Regions from separate parts of the Mus musculus genome. Here region 2 is linked to region 1. Evidence: chromatin contacts called from public HiChIP or PLAC-seq data. All regions are on one chromosome and are shown on one strand. The core of a region is the stretch at or near the end of the contact, and the rest is flanking DNA. Distances in the headings are between cores, read along the strand shown.

Region 1 (2,727 bases), core at 136-2,635:
TTGGTGATCAGAATCCGCGGGGAGGTGTGTACCGAGAGCCGCCTCTGGGCTAATAGCAGAACACAGGTAAAGGCTCCTGAATTTCTGCTCTTTGGGGGGGGGGGGAAGCCCACTCCCAACACCCCCACCCCCCACCCCAGTTTACCCGGGGCTCTGTGGAAACAGGACCCACTGGAAGGAAGCACAGCGTACATGGCAGGTTTGTCTGGGAATTGCTCCTCGAGTAAGGGGCATCCCCTGGTTTCACATGGTGGAGTAGAGACTTTTGTAAAGCAAATTCTACTTTTTAACGCCAATTGTCAACTTGTCTCCCCAGATACATTTCCAGCCCATCCTTGGAACCCCGGACAGGAGTGAGGTCTCGACATCTGTGCGGGGCGGATTAGAGCGAATCCTCAGTCCAGTCCGTGTCAAAGGCTGAGCTTGAACCCGCCTCGCTGCGGGAGGGCTCAGGACTCCGGGGAACATCCGGGCTTAACCCACCGCACGCGAAAACCCCTTCAGGGCGCCCCCGCGACCGCACCCCGTAGCTCGCGGACCCTAAATGCCTGAAGCCAGCGGCTCCGATCTTCCAGTCCTGCCTGCCGCCGACCGGGCTCACAGAAGAGTAATAATATGACTTAGCGACCTTAAGCAGCAGCGAGCGCTCTGGCCAGGCTGCGTCAGCCGGTTTGCACAAGTCTCCAGAAACCTGCAGAGTCCGGATTCCCACGGCCCCCGGAGCAAAGGACCGAAGTGGGAGCCTAACGGCGAGTCGCTGGAAACCAGAGCGGTCCGATGCTTTCAATGCCACCGTTCGGTCTAATGTAGGGCGGAAAGTCTCAGGTTTCTCTAAAGCTGGGGAAGGGGCCGCGGGAAACCAGGGTCCTCCCCGCGTCCCGCAGCTGCACCGAGTCCCGGGTGTGTAGCCCAATGTAGAAGTCAAGGTGTAGCCCAGACCCAGAGTCCGGCAACCACGCCCCCCCCCCCCCCCCGCTCTCCTGGAGGGAGGCAGTAGGGCTTCGAGGTGGGCTGCCGCGGAGGATCCCTAGCACTGACTCTAATGCTCCAAGCTGAGGCTGGTGTCCGCTGTTTCCGTAGATGGAGGCTCTAAGATGGGACCCGGATCTCGCGCCGCTCTCTCCACCCTCGCCCCGGCTTTCCCGCAGCCTACTAGGGGACCTGGAGGTCCCCGCCAGCGCCCGCCTTACCTTGGCCCAGTAGCGTGGCTAGGACCAGGCTCAGCGCCCCGTACCGCGCCGCCCGCCTCGGGGCCGCGCCCTCGGAGCGCATCGTGGCCGCTGTCACGCCATCCATCGCCAGCCCCGGGACCGCGCCGGTTGCCCCATGCCCGGGGCCGCCCCCGGCAGCGCTCCGGCTCCGGCGGCTGCTCCTGAACGGGTCCGGACAACTTTTCTCGGGTTGCAGCCGCGGTCCTGCTGATCCCGCCCCCGGGACCGCCCACTTCGGGCCCGCCCACTACACCCTCCGGATCCGCCCACCTCCGGCCCCCGCTCGCGGCCAGAGGGATGGATGGAGGATGCTTGTGTGCCAGAGAGGTTCCCGGAGCGCAGGCCTCGGGAGGGAGACCCAGAGAGAGGACGAAGAGACTCAGAGACCTCGAATCCCTCTCCTCCTGCTGCTGATCGGCCGCCTCGCAGTCTCCTGCCTCCGCGCAACCATGTCCTGCAAGACGGCTCTGCCCAGGTGCTCACCACGCAGGATGGAGCTGGATCCTTGCTCCCTGCGACTTGCTCCCCCCACCCCTCACGGTCACTCGGGGCCGTCGGTTCCCCATCTACAACATTAGGTCCTCCTCTTCTGAGGGCTGGAGACAACTGGATTTCAAAGCCACGTGCAGCTGTGGAGGAACTATCTAAGCGAAAGATTGGATTCAGTGGGATGTGTTCGGATGTGTGCTCCGCGTGCACTGCGCTTGGGAACGCGCTGACTAACCCCACTGTCTTTAGAAACCGGCCTGGGGCATGTGGCAAAGGCGAGACTCTTTTGTGTCTCTCACCCAATGTACTTTAAAAAAAAAAAATCAACTGTGCAGGGTTAAAACAAAACAGCGACGCCATGTCTCCACCTCCCCCTCCCCCCCCCCAAAAAAAAACATGCCTCAGATGTGCCTCGGTGAGAGCGGTTTCTCTGCACACCCTGAACCCATTTTCTCCTGACTTCCCAGCACTCCCTTCTGGTCACCAGGTTCTAGCCATGTCCCTTTAGGCTTACCAGCCCTAGGGTTTCATCTGCTGGTCCAGGAGCCTGGGCAGTGTGCTGCACAAAGACCCTCTTGGGTCTGCAAGTGAAAGGTTCTCAGGATGCACGCGCGAGCCTCTATCTGCCACTAGCTCTCCAAACCTGGGGATCCCCACCCTGTTCTAAGCCTCACGCTGCATAGGCTCAGTGGTCCCTCTCCCAACCAGGGCTGACAGAATCCTGTTGACCAATCCTTTGGAAAAGCTTTCAAAAACAGTGATTGTAGAAGAAATACCAGGGCAAGAAGCAAGCTTTCCAACCCCCAGATCAGGAGAAGGCAGAAGCAGCCCAAGGAGCCCAGACCTTGGAGACTAGCTTGCACCCAAAACGCAACTGGGCTCTCACAGGCCAGGGAGGCAGCCACTTTATATTTAGGTGATGCAGGCCCTACTGTTCAGCTCACTAAGCCACGGTAGACACATCCTTAGGAAGCAATAACGAAGTCACATGAGCCCCAAGAGGGGAAGGCAGACTTAATCATTTGTT
Region 2 (2,787 bases), core at 4-2,503, 160 kb before region 1:
GTGACCCTTTAACACAGTTCCTCATGTTGTGGCGAAGCCCCCAACCATCACGTTATTTTCATTGTTACTTCATAAATGTAATTTTGATACTGTTATGAACCATACTTGTAATTATCTGACATGCAGGATATCTGACATGTGACCCCTGCGAAAGGGGTCACTACCCACAGGGTGAGAACCACTGTCCTAGGCAAGCTGGCCCAGGCCCTGTATATCCAACACTGTGCTTTGCAATGCTGCCACCACTTAACTCTCCTTTCCTAGTTTAAACCCCTCTAGAGGAGACCATCTCAAACTCTTATCTCCCATATTGATATTCAAACTCTTTTTGAAAGTTATGCTCCAGGCCTGAGACCAGGCTTGACAGCCTCCCTTTTTTGCTCAAAAGACGAGAGCCTGAGATTCTGACCTGTCTGCAATTTTTTTTTCTTTCAGCTGGAAGCAGGGGCATCTACACCTTCAAATTTACAAGCAAATCTCACTGCAGCTAATGCAACAATAGAGGGAGGGTTGAAAGTCGGCTCTCTTGACAGGAGGATTCGCCTCCCCTACCTGGCCTGGAGCAAGCTGAAGTGTCTGCTGATATCTTTGAACGTCAGAATGAGGGGAAAATGGAGAGACGGATCTGATGTTAAGAACACATTCGGCTCTTGGAGAGGACCTGGGTTCAGTTGCCAGCATCCACACCAGTCAGGTAGTTTTATAGTAACCTGTAACTCTAGTTCCAGGGGATCTGACGCCTTCTGCTGGTCTCTGGGAAGGAACACTCAAAGTTACACAGGTGTACACACACACACACACACACACACACACACACACACACAATTAGTCAATCAATCTTTTAAAAAAGAACTAAGGGAAGTAGAGATGTTTCAAGCATTTAGTTGGGAAAGGCCAGAGATGCTGTTAAAACCCTTGTGTTGCACAGGACCCCCCCCCCCCCCCAATCTACTGAGCTAGCTTGACAACTCCTGGCTCATAGAGTTTGCTGCTACATGAGATCTCACAGCAAAACAGAAGAGTTAGGGAAGGCCCATGTTCAGGTCAAAGGTCCTCAAACCATTGCCCCCCGCCCCCCCAGCCCAGTCTCCTTGTGATCGTGGTAACTGAAAAATTTACCAGAACACGGCATATTCATGTCCTTGCATTGCTGGTGGCACAGTGGGATAATCGTAGCAAAGACGCCTTGGCCTGCAGAGATGAGAGTATTTACTTTAGAGTTGTTTACACTAAGAAGTGTAACCCGACCATGTGCCCCTGGAACTTCAAAGGCATTCCTTCTGCACTGAATCTTCAGCTTAGCCTCTAGAGATGGCTGCTTCCAGGCTGCTCAGCTTCTGTGGCCCTGGCAGGTCTCGGGAGGGGGGGGGGAGGGGGGGGGATCTGATCAGCTCTGCAAACGTGACTGATTTGGAGGAGTGCTTGTTGTATTGTTGCCATGTCCCAGTACCTGACAAAAGGCGACTTAAGGGAGGATGGTTTGCTCTGGCTTACAATTTGAGAGAATGCATCCTGATGTGGAGGGCAAGGCACCACAGTGCACCAGGACTGTGTCTGGTCACGTGACATCACCAGTCAGGAACAGGAAGTAGAACTGAGGCATAAGACCCCAAAGCTTGCTCTCAGTAATCCGTTTCCTCCAGTGAGTCTCTCTACCACCTAAAGCTCACACAACCTTCTTGAACAGAGCCACCAGCTGGGGACCAATTGTTCAGTCACAGGAGCCTTTGGGGACATCCCACATCTAAAGCACAGCCCTGATTTAGACCGTCTCTTCTTAGGCATCTCGCACATTTTCCTTCCAAATTAGAAGTGGCCAACACCAGGAATATTAGAAAGACGGGTGACTAGCAAGTCATTAGATGTTCCTCCTGCGCCTGCCTCAGGAGACCACAGGGAGGTCAGTAGGCACCGCTGAAGCCGGCCCTGAGACTACAGAAGGTCACAGGGGAGGGTAACGGCAGTAGTTGTGGGTCAGAAGTTGCCAGGGAGAACCCGTCCATCACAGCAGAAGAGTGGACGGTCAGCAGCCTTTCTCGGCGTTGGCGGCTGACCCTTCCTATTCTCACCATTTGTCAAAACTGAAATCCATGGCCGGGTGCCAGCCTGGCATCTTGCCCACGTGCACTTCACTGCAGCCTCTTAGAAGCTGCTCTGCTTGGAATGTGTGTGTGTGTGTGTGTGTGTGTGTGTGTGTATGTGTCGGGGGAGGGGGGGTGTTTCAGAGCAGGGTTCCTTCAATAGAGCTCGTGGGCCTCTTGTGAGCTTGAAAAGTCAACTCAGCTGGTCTCAAGCTGCCTTTTGTTATGCATGAAGACACACAAAGGGTCGGTTCACCGTGCCAAAGTAAATATGCACTTGAGAAAGCTTTCAGATATAAACATGCTCACACGCACATGTATGTATGGGCAGATGTGTAACACCCACCTGACAGATGCATACATAAATGAATGTTGCAAGATACTGCTTGCTAACCTGTGTGCATACAGTCTGAGTTACACTACCGTATTAGTCATTTTCCTAGTTGCTTTGATAAAATAATTTACCAAAGCAATTTAAGGAGGGAAGGCTTTATTCTGGCTTACAGGACAAAAAAGAAGTCCCTCATGGGTGGTGGTGGTGGGGGTGACTTCATGGCAGCTGGTCACATTGTAGCCACAGCCAGGAAGCAGAGGGCAATGAATGTTCATTGTGATGGCCATTGTTGGTTGGTTGTGATGGCTACTCTTCAACTTAACAGGACCTAAGATCAGCTGGGAGATGGGCCTCCAAACACATCTTTGGGGG

Evidence for each region. HiChIP or PLAC-seq counts read pairs in DNA pulled down with a chosen protein or histone mark.
Region 2: an H3K4me3 HiChIP or PLAC-seq map of stem cell-derived neural progenitor cells shows a contact between it and region 1, with 38 read pairs. The contact joins the enhancer-like site here to the promoter of Tmem132c in region 1. A contact is called at or near these places in 6 of 39 promoter capture datasets (cranial neural crest, embryonic stem cells, frontonasal cranial neural crest and 3 more), 2 of 484 Hi-C or Micro-C datasets (8-cell embryo and uterus), 7 of 115 datasets of contacts at active chromatin or transcription factors (craniofacial prominence, embryonic forebrain, embryonic limb bud and 4 more) and 2 of 9 other capture datasets (adipose tissue and embryonic stem cells).

What each region holds. Positions count from the first base shown.
Region 1 is chr5:127,240,484-127,243,210 of GRCm38.p6, reverse strand. Tmem132c (transmembrane protein 132C) reads right to left here and starts at 1,385. Exons shown (of 9, transcript NM_175432.3): 1 at 1,191-1,385. The coding sequence starts at 1,296.
Region 2 is chr5:127,404,982-127,407,768 of GRCm38.p6, reverse strand. All of the region lies in intron 2 of Tmem132c (transmembrane protein 132C), which reads right to left. Among named protein-coding and RNA genes, the nearest start is that of Tmem132cos, 120 kb to the right of the region's middle. Within about 2 kb of position 1,253, at least 47 of the 459 cell types and tissues checked have an H3K27ac peak or open chromatin away from gene starts, as enhancers often do. A contact at or near this core is called in craniofacial prominence, neural tube and stem cell-derived neural progenitor cells, where this site is marked.